Linked DNA regions of Macaca mulatta: regions 2 and 3 are each linked to region 1. A link is a contact called in public Hi-C data. All regions are on one chromosome and are shown on one strand. Each heading gives the region's core, a stretch centred on a gene start, on an enhancer-like site or on the middle of the called end of the contact. The rest is flanking DNA. Distances are from core to core; before and after follow the strand shown. Region 1 holds the start of PXDC1 (PX domain containing 1). Region 2 holds the start of PRP4K (pre-mRNA processing factor kinase PRP4K). Region 3 holds the start of ECI2 (enoyl-CoA delta isomerase 2).

The links. Hi-C and Micro-C count contacts between places; a contact is called where the count stands out from the background.
Region 2: a contact with region 1 is called in a Hi-C map of liver, with 3 times the contacts expected there. The contact joins the promoter of PRP4K here to the promoter of PXDC1 in region 1. A contact is called at or near these places in 4 of 14 Hi-C or Micro-C datasets (CD4 T cells, fetal cortex germinal zone, fetal cortical plate and 1 more).
Region 3: a Hi-C map of liver shows a contact between it and region 1, with 2.7 times the contacts expected there. The contact joins the promoter of ECI2 here to the promoter of PXDC1 in region 1. A contact is called at or near these places in 2 of 14 Hi-C or Micro-C datasets (fetal cortex germinal zone and liver).

Annotation. Positions count from the first base shown.
Region 1 is chr4:179,508,514-179,511,943 of T2T-MMU8v2.0, forward strand. It overlaps PXDC1 (PX domain containing 1), which reads left to right and starts at 2,143. Exons shown (of 5, transcript XM_015135486.3): 1 at 2,143-2,625. The coding sequence starts at 2,370.
Region 2 is chr4:179,218,676-179,221,997 of T2T-MMU8v2.0, forward strand. PRP4K (pre-mRNA processing factor kinase PRP4K) reads right to left here and starts at 1,715. Exons shown (of 20, transcript XR_013416851.1): 1 at 1,550-1,715. LOC144340585 (a long non-coding RNA gene) reads left to right here and starts at 1,796. Exons shown (of 5, transcript XR_013416853.1): 1 at 1,796-1,926.
Region 3 is chr4:179,094,058-179,097,314 of T2T-MMU8v2.0, forward strand. It overlaps ECI2 (enoyl-CoA delta isomerase 2), which reads left to right and starts at 1,646. Exons shown (of 11, transcript XM_078000987.1): 1 at 1,646-1,812. It overlaps LOC106997776 (a long non-coding RNA gene), which reads right to left and starts at 1,235. Exons shown (of 5, transcript XR_013416847.1): 1 at 1,065-1,235.

The sequences.
Region 1 (3,430 bases), core at 893-3,392:
TTGGAAGTTTAAATACCCCCTAGATGATTCCATTGGTTACTTTGCTTATGCTCTGTAAATGGAGAGGATGAAGTAAAGTTACAAAGTCATTTACAGCATACGCCCTATGGAGTGGATATTTCCTGTTATAGCTGAAGTGTGAATTGGCCTTATATTCCCTGCCTCATGACCCTATTTTCCTACCTCAGGCTCACTGCTCAATCAATGTACACAGAAGCCAATACCAGGGTACTGGCTTTTGAGAAAAGAAAGGTTTTATTGCAAGACCAGCCAGCAAGGAGACAGGAGGCAGGTTCAAATCTTCCTCCCTGATTTGGGGTCTGGGACAAGTTTTAAGGAAGCAGAGGGCAAAGGAAAGGACTTAGAAATGTTGGCTTGGCAGGATCTGTTTGAAGGCCTTCAACTTTGGCCATTTATGGCAAGGTATGTTGAGTTGGATTTTAGCCCCTATCTTCTGGGCCAAGAGACCCTTCCCTTCTGAGAGTTCAAATGTTCGGGTTCCAGTCATGTCCCAGTCTTCTTCGTTCCAAGGAGAGGAACAGTCGGTTCTGGATGTTTGTTAGACATCAAACCTTTTTCTAGGGTGCATGCCTGGGCTTTGTGACTTAAGAGTTTTTGGCTCTGTTACACCTGCAAGGTAACTCAACATTTTGTTATAAACAGAGTAAGCCTCGTTTGGGCTGGTCCTGTGGCTGCAACGGCACTTATTCCCACCACCTAGAATCAAGCGCTGCTGACACACTGTTTACTTCCAGTTCCCACGGCCCCTATTCCCCTATACAAAATTACACAGGAAACATATGCGTTCATTTAATTAACAAATGTATATAAGAACATCATAGACAAAGCAAAGTCTCTTGACACTCTCCATCTTGACCTGTTCACCGTCCCAGACCAGGTGAAGAACTTTGAAGCTATGCTATCTGCAAGTCACCGGCACAGTCGGAATAAAAGCTGGTCGTGGTGGTGAGGGTCATCCGGGTCGGGACTGAGTCAAGGCAGGTGGGACCGAATGGTAGGGACCTGGGTGGACATCTGGGTCGGGACTGAGTCCAGGCAGGCCACCTGCCTTGGGCCTCCAACGTTTCTGCACAGGGCTGGGCTTTAAGAGGCTTTCCAGAGCGCTGCCGGGGCGGGGGTGGGGTGAGGTGAGGGGCTCGCCCTGGCTCTCCCACCCCTGCCTACACGCTGTAAGGTCACTGGATTCATTTCTGGAACTAACTTGTAATTCTCAAGTGCTATTAATTCTCTTCCAACAGGAACCGCCTCAGTAACGCGCCGCTGAGTCAGTTTTCAGGGCGGGTGGTTTCCCCACGTCCACTCCTGAGGCCCCTCAAGCGCACCCACGGCGTCCGGCTTCCCAGGGCGCTCTTTCCCAGGAGACTTTCTCATCCCTGTTTTCTCTCCTCTTCCGACTTCTCCGAGGGCTGCCCCGCGGTCTGTCCGGCCGCGTCCCGGGCCTTGGGGCGGCTGAGGCATGACCGGAATGCGCGGGAGGACGCGGGGCGGGGACGCGAGGGCAAGGACGCGGGGCACGGAGGGGACGCGGGGCACGGAGGGGACGCGGGGCACGGAGGGGACGCGGGGCACGGAGGGGACCCGGGGCGGGCCGGCCTGGCCTGGGCCCTGGTCGGGGCGGCGCTCGGCCCAGCCCGCGCCCTCCGCCCCGACACTCGCAGCCCCGCCTCCGGACCCCCGGTAGTTGCCATCCCCTTGCGGGCCGGGTGGGGCGCGCAGCTCCCAGCCCTGGGAGGTCCCGAGGATCGCGAAACGGAAAGAGAAAAAAGTCGGCGCCTAGCGCCTGGCAGGCAGGGCCCGCCCCGCCTCCCTTCCCGGCTGGTCCAGTCACCGACCTGCGGCTCCGGGGCCGCGAGGGAGGAGGCGCGGGGGGCGCGAGGCGGGGGCGGGCGCTCGGGGCTCGGCCCCGCTCTCGGCTCCGGGGGTTCCCGTGGCCGCAGCAGCGCGGTCTCTGCGGAGGCGGCGGGGGCGCGGCCAGCCAGACCTCTTCCTTTCCAGGGCGGCCCGCGGCGCCCGTTCCGCGGGAGGCGGGCGGGAGGCGGACGCGGCCTGGCCTCGACGTCGACTACCGCGCCGCCCGCGATGGGAAGCGCCTTATAAAGCCGCGCCCGGCCGGCCCGAGCCACTCGCCGCCGCGCCGCCCCGAACGCGGGCCGCACGCAGCCTCCTGGAGTGCCGGGCCGACCCCGGACGACCCCGGGCCCGGACGCACCGCGGACGACTCCTGCCCCGGACGCGCCCCGGACTACCCCGGCCACGGACGTACCCGGGACGACCCCGGCCAGGGCGCGCCTCCTGCGGCCGGGCGGGCGGCGGGGCCGGGGCGCCCTTGGAGGGGGCATGCGTGCGACATGGCCTCGGCGGTGTTTGAGGGCACGTCGCTCGTGAACATGTTCGTGCGTGGCTGCTGGGTGAACGGCATCCGCAGGCTCATCGTCAGCCGGCGCGGCGACGAGGAGGAGTTCTTCGAGATCCGCACGGAGTGGTCGGACCGCAGCGTGCTCTACCTGCATCGCAGCCTCGCGGACCTGGGTCGCCTGTGGCAGCGCCTGCGCGACGCCTTCCCCGAGGACCGGTCGGAGCTGGCGCGGGGGCCGCTGCGGCAAGGTGCGGGGCCGGGGACGCGGGGGGGGCGCGGGGCCGAGGCTACCTTGAAGTGCACGAAGGAGGCGGGGAGAGACTTCAACCGAGATTGCGACTTCTCCCTCCTGCCCACGCTGGACAGGGCACACTTGGACCCCGCGCCCGCAGACGAGGGGTGCCCGGGCGGCGGGGTTAGGGGGACGCGGAGCCGGCCTGCCCGGCCTGGGGGCGCCCCCGGCGGAGGAGCCAAATGGGGCGGGAAAGGGGCCGAGGCCGGCAGGGCGGGAGCCGGACTCTCCCCGAGGACGAGTCACTTCCGAGGAGGGCGGGGGCGCCAGGGGCTGAGCGGCTCCCAGGGTCAGCCCGGCCCTAGCCCCTGCCCAGTACCTCCCGAGGGCCGGCGGGCGGGCGGGCGCACTGGGAAGGCGTCTGGGAGCAGTTAACTGCAGGGTCCTAGCCGGGGGTCGCGTCGGGTCTGGCAGCCGCCCCTGAGTTCTCCCCGCGGAGGGCGCACCCCTGGTCTTCGAGCACGAGGTGCCACGCAGCCCTTCCGTCCCTCCTCGGAGGGGCCGCCCCGCCCGCGGCTGCCGCGGACAGCCAGGGCCCCCCCGCACCGCGACCAGGGCTGGTCCCCATTCGAGTTTGATCAGCTGCGCCGCCTCCTCCCCGGCCTTGTGACCGTCCTGGCTCGCGGGAATTCTTGTTTTCAGAAACCGCGGTGGCTTCCCTTTTCCTACGGCTCTGCCCGAGCTTTCTTTTGGAGGCCAAGCTGAGGGGGTGGAAGCGGGGAGGACGCAAGAGAGAGGGGCTGGAGTTGAGACGGAAGAAT
Region 2 (3,322 bases), core at 465-2,964, 290 kb before region 1:
AGGGAAATTAAAGACTATCTCTGTTATTCATACAGTAGAGGCCTGAATATGTATTTTTTAAATTATTAAGTCTAATATTATTTGAAAACAGTATGCGAATAAAATGACTAACCCACTCCTCGAAATGAATCTCAAACATCCCTAAAATCAAATAAATGGACATAATACTACAGAAATTTTCAGATTAGTAGAAAATGTAACCACATAGCACGAGATCTGCACTGTATTGGCATAAACACTGTAACTGTGCCACACAATGAACTCGGTGAGAAACAGTAAGAGGTTAAAGCTAGTTTAAAACTTCAGAATCCATTTGTTCTCTGCTAAGGCAAATTATAAAAATAATACAGCAGTTTTGAAAAGCCCTTAGTTAAAAATTCCGTTTTTCCGCCTAGCTGAGTAATGCAGATGATTGAAGAGCCCAAAACTGGACGTACAGCAATTAAGTGTCAGGTTGTCTGGTGGCAAAGATTTCTCCTATCGCTCAGTCACAACTTGCTGGGAGACTATACCTCTTTCTAAAATGGCTGGAAACAGATGAGACAGTGCAGATGCAAAAAAAACGGTCGCTATAGGAACATTGCCGTAAAATCCATTCTCTCTATTATGGTTCTTGTTTGAGTTTTCCTAACATAGACATGAAGAGCAAAATACTGCTTTTAGTTAACCAATGGTTAACCTTGCAGCATACACACGTATTTTTTTTTTTTTTCATTTTTCATTTGGCCGCATGGATTCTTATATTAGCTTAATTATAGATATAAAGTGGTTTGGCAGTAGCTAGCAATTCCCACTACTCCTTCCACTCGTCCTCCTAAAGGGTTATAAACTCAAGCAAAAAAAACAAAAAAAAAATGCCAGGCCTCAAAACCAAAGACTCTATCTCACTTTGCCTCAAGTTTGCAAGTTGGTAAAAAAAAAAAAAAGCTGCCGGCAGGCACTCAAAAACACAAAACAAAACAAAACAATACTGGGTGACTGCTGGACTAAAGAATACAAGGTGACGAGATCAAGTATCCTGCTAGCCACAGACTAGCTCTGGGATGGCCAGAGAGTGTGACCCCACCACCTCCGCGCTCTGCTTTCAGGTCCTAAACTGACACCAGTAAAAGGACGACTGGGGGTACCGCAAGAGGAAGAAAAAACTTGGGCTTGCCCCGCCTGCTGCCACTGACCCTCGTGTCCCCAACACCGATGCCGCTAAGAGCCGCGGCCAGGGAGCTTAGATGGGTCCCCAAGGGAGGAATGGGAAAGCGCGACCTCACTGCCGCCACGCGCACCGGACCTGTAGAGGCCGCTCGCGCCTACGCCTCCCGGGGCAACGACGCGCTGCAGGCCGCGGCCGCCTTCACCCCAGCAGCCGCGGCCTCTGAGAGAAGGAAGCTCGAAGGCCGCCTGCTCCCCATGCCTCCCACCCCACAACGAATCGCGCCGGAAAAGGCAAAGTTTGACTCTCGCCGTTAGGCCCGAACTTTCCCGCCCGCCCGTGCAGCTCCCACTCGGCCGTCCCCGGGCTCCAGCCTCTGGCCCACTCACAGAGACTACTTACTCTGTCTGCTCCCGCAGCGACTGGGTCTCCGCGGCGGCCATCTTGAACTTCCTGACTCCTCGGCGGCGGTGGCGGCGACTCCCGGACGGTGGAAGGTAGTGGAAGTGGAAGAAGAAGGAAAAGAGCTGCCGCGCATGTGCTGACCGCGTAGGGAAGAGCGGGGTTCTGAGTCCGCGCTAAGAATCCGGATATGAAACCTTGCGTCCCGGGACTGGCGCAGGGCGTAGTGTCGTAACTTCCGGGAGCATGGTGGGCGGTGCTGCTGAGGATTGAGGGCCGTGTCAAGCTTGAGCTCTTTCGTCAGTGCTAGAAATGGACGTTTAGTTATCGAAGCCTGCTGACGAGGGGAGCCAACAAGAGAGGGATGTCGGCATCGGGTATGCGGTTCCAAGAACTGATTGGCTATGGAGACTGGAAGTTGGGTGAAAATTCTCATAAACTCGGGCAAACGAATTGATGATTTTTCCCTGGTCGGTGTTAAGAGACACAGTAAATGCTTAACCATCTCGCTAGATAGCTCAGCTGAAGTGGCATTAGCTTCCCCGGAAAGGGTGTAGAAAGGCGTTTTAAAATACTGTAAATTAGGGTTGTACCTCGACGTAAATATCTTTTAATGTGGAACTGTTACTGTATTTGACACATCTTTTCAACTTTTACATAGTTCAAGGGTGACATGATTCAGGAGTCGTTCAGTTCGTTGTTTCCGTAATTGGAACGTGTAATGTTTTTTGGCCCAAGTTGCTTTATGTGATTTTGTTTTTTTCTATAACGACGCTGCAGTAATGGGGTAGAATGGAATATTGTAGGGAAAACATTTACTGGTTCTTGGAGAGCTCTCAATACCAATTAGGTTCTTTAATTCCTCTTTAAAAAAAATTTCTCGGCCTGGCGCTGTGGCTCACGCCTGTAATCCCAGCACCTTCGGAGGCCGAGGTGGGCGGATCACCTGAGGCCAGGAGTTCGATACTAGCCTGGCCAACATGGTGAAACCCTGTCTCTGTTAAAAATACAAACAATTTAGCCGGGCGTGGTGGCGCGCGCCTATAATCAATTCCAGCTACTCGGGAGGCTGAGGCAGTTGAGAATCGCTTGAACCCGAGAGGCGGAGGTTGCACTGAGATCACGCCACTGCGCTCCAGCCTGGGCAACAGGGCAAGATTCCATTAAAAAATATATATATATATCCATACTTTGGAACCTAGAAGCAGCGTGACGATCACTTTCATTCTTGTAATCATCTTAGTTTGCCTTTGTCCTAGAAAATTGAGTTCGGAATCTCCAGGCTCCATACATATCTCTTGATTTCCAGGGGAGAAGGGTTTCAAATGTTCTTACAAAATGTCTCTTGCTGCCTGAATTCCCAACGTTTTGAAATGTTAGGGCCAGGCGCGGTGGCTCAGGCCTGCAATCCTCTAGCACTTTGGGAGGCCGAGGCGGGCGGATTGCCTGAGCTCAAGAGTTCGAGTCCAGCCTGGCCAACATAGCGAAACCCTGTCTCTACTAAAAATACAAAAAATCAGCCGGCGTGGTGGCGCCTATAGTTCCAGCTACTCGGGAGGCTGAGACAGAATCGCTTGAACCCGGGAGGCGGAGGTTTCAGTGAGCCGAGGTCGCGCCATTGCACTCCAGCCTGGGCAACAAAAGCAAAAACTCCGTCTCAAATAAAATAAGTAAATAAATGAAATAAACTTAGTAAACTATTTTTAAATAAATAATGTTAAAATTAACAGTGTATGTAGTAGAACTGTGAGAGATCTCATCTTGGAAACAGTG
Region 3 (3,257 bases), core at 396-2,895, 410 kb before region 1:
CCATTACCTCTGAGGGTCACCTAACAGCCTTGGAGAGAGTCAGGGTCTCTGAGAGAGGCAGCTCTGCCTACCAACTACCACTCTGTAATATCTGGAGAGGCCGGGTGTGGTGATTCACGCCTGTAATCCCAACAGTTTGGGAGGCCGAGGCGGGTGAATCACCTGAGGTCAGGAGTTTGAGACCAGTCTGACCAATCTCTACTAAATACAAAAAATTTAGCCAGGCCTGGTGGCGCATGCCTGTAATCCCAACTACTCGGGAGCCGGAGACAGGAGACTCACTTGAACCCGGAGGTGGAGGTTACAGTGAGCCAAGATTGTGACATCACACTGCAGCCTATGCAACAAGAGGGAAACTCCATCTCAAAAACAAAAACAAAAAAACAAAAAAATATATCTGGAGAAAGGCTTTGGGATAAGCCCAAATTGTTCTACTTGACTTTCGGTGTTGCCCTACCTACACTATTAGCCAGATCTATCTGATGAAACTTACTGCTAAAGTTACTTGAGACTTGGATTCTGCTCACCTGCAAGCCTCATGTCTTTGGGGAATTCACCAGGTTAATCTTTCTGGGTCTCAGTTCCCACATCAGCTCAACAGGGCAATATGCTCAACAGGGCAATTTCCACATCAGCTCAAAAGGGCAATATCGTTTTCCTTACAGGGTTGTCCAAAGACTTACAATTAGCCTGGCTCACTATCGATGGTCCACAAGTGTCAGCTACCTAATACTAAAACGCCTAGGCATGCTTGGATAGGACAACTTGGGCACAGAATTTAGAGGGGTGGTTTTGTTTTGTTCTGTTTTGTTTTTTGGTTCTCTGGGAACTGGACAAGGTGACACAGCCAAGGCCCTTCCAACTCTTAAGAATTCTTCCCCAAAGAAAATACTTTGCATATGCCTCAGCAGAACTCAAAAATATCCACGAACTCTTAACTGACACTAAAAAGTTGCATACTCCAAAAATCACTTCTGATTCCCAGGTGTCCTACCAGGTCTGCAAATCTTCGATTTGGGGGTGCATGACCTAGCTGCTCTTAAGCATACGCCCTCAATTGTTACCCCATCTCCCGGCTCACGGCTGGCCCTCGGGATGCAGCGACCCCTCCTCGCCAGGCTCCGCGGGACTCCGGGAAGGGCACTCAGTGCTCCGGCAACGGCAGGGTTCGCATTGCTGAGGTCCGCCCAGAGAACAGCCGCGCCTCCAGCTCGCAGTTCCTCCGAGCCAGGCCCGGGAGCATTTGTGCCCCGCCCCACGCGCCGCGTAGGTCCTCCCCGGATCACCGTCCCCGCACCCCGCGCCCTTCCTCCACTCCCGGGTGATACCTCGCCTCGCTCTGGCTCCGCCCCCGCATCTCAGTCCCGGATCCTGACCGCCTAGAGACCCCGCCCCGCCCACGCCCCTACCCCCGGCCCCACCCCCGAGCCCCCGCAGCCCCAGAGCCGCCCACGGGCTACTGACGCCGAAAGCGGCCAGGCTACGTTCTCAGCCTGGCCCCGCCCCAACCCTGGCCCCGCCCATGCCCCAGGCTCCTGCCTGGGCTCTGCTCTCGGCCCCGCCCCGCACCCAAGCCCCGGCCCCACCCCCAAACCTCCGCAGCCCGCGAGCCCAGGCCCCGCCCCCGAGCCCCGGCCCCGCCCCTGAGCCGCCCACCGGGTAGCGATGGCGCACTTGGCCTGGAGACTTGCACAGCGTTGGTGTCCGAGGTAAGCTTGGAGCCCCGGCCTCCCGGCCCAAGGTCTCCCGCAGGATACCGCTGTCCAGGCGAAGGTCATCGCCGTTGGAAGACCCTCCTTCCCTATTGTCTAGGTGGCAACAGGACTTTCTTTGCTGGTTTTCCAGGGAGGCAGTACTAAAGGATAACCACCTCACTCGCGCGCCCTCCTGCACCGATGGGCCCAGAGGGGTCAGGATGGGCGCGTCGGGAGGTCAGGGCTATGGTTCTCTGTCCGCAGTCCCCGAGGTCTCCGCCTGCGTTCGCGCACACTCCCATCCTCCGGGGGCCGGACTCCGGGCGGGTGAGCCGCCCCAGCTGGGCACGGTGGTTCCCCGGACACCCGGGCCTGCACTTCCCAGCCGGGCTGCCTCTGGGGTGCAAAGCGTTGCTTGCTAAAAGCGAGGTAAACGCAAGCCGTTACCACTCGTGTGGACTTAACACTCTTTGCCCTTTGGAGAACTCGTATGCTATAAAGTGAAATGGCCGGGTACGCAGTCACGGCTAAGCAGCACGCTCCACGTCCCAGGGGTCCCGGGAACCCCGCACGAATCTGTGTGTAGGGAACAAAACCGAAACACGGTGGTGGCCTTGAAGTGGTAAAATTATTAGTGATTTTCCCGACTTTATGTATTTCTTAAATGGTCGTGTTTTTGCTATTTGTTTTTAAAACTCACGCTTTATTTAAAAATAAATAATTTGTTCCACATTTTGTGGAAACTTGACGTTTCTTCTTTTTGTGGACATTTTAAATTTTTCTTTCGTTTTCTACTTGGAATTTGCCATATAAGATGCAGTTTTTCCCTTTACAGAAAATCATTTTAATATAAAACTTACTGTAGGCTGATCTTACTGAATCAGTTACTAATAGTCCAAAGTTTGAACCTAGAGTTCATTGTACCATTTTCGAGTTACGTAATTGTGTTTGTGTGTGAGGTTTGGGCTTTGTAACCTGTATTATTTTAATCATCTTTGATGCCATTAACTCTACTATTCCGGGTCATCGTCGTGAACATCCATTTTTTGCTTGTGGCCTGCCTGAGTCCTGTGCATTGAAGTTTGCCACCCCACCCCCGCTCACTATGTGTGCTTAAAAACCTGCTCGTCACCCCGCGGTGGTTACTGTTTCTGCTCTGTTCCTGGCTGGCTGGTTAAACATCCCCACAAAAGGAGGCACGCCTGCTGAGCCTCCTCCTTCACTGACTCCCTTCCACTGCAGGTAGATTCCCTCCCATCTGCTGAGAAGGCTGTGGCTCTGTCTGGAATGCCAGCAACTGTTCCTATGCCCTTTTGAATATTTCTTGTATATTCACATCCATTCTCCCTTCCTTCCACCTGTGTGTATGTTGGAAACCGGTTTTCCAGCAAAGAGACAAGAATTGACCTGATATAGTTTATGGCTTATCAGTGAGTGCAGAGGCTGTTTCAGGACTTTGGGACACGTTACAAAATTCTGTGCACTTTAGCTTTTTGGTCTCTTGCTGTTCACTGTCTTGCATGCGCTTCACTTCTTGCTTTTGGCAAAATTTACATGGTATTC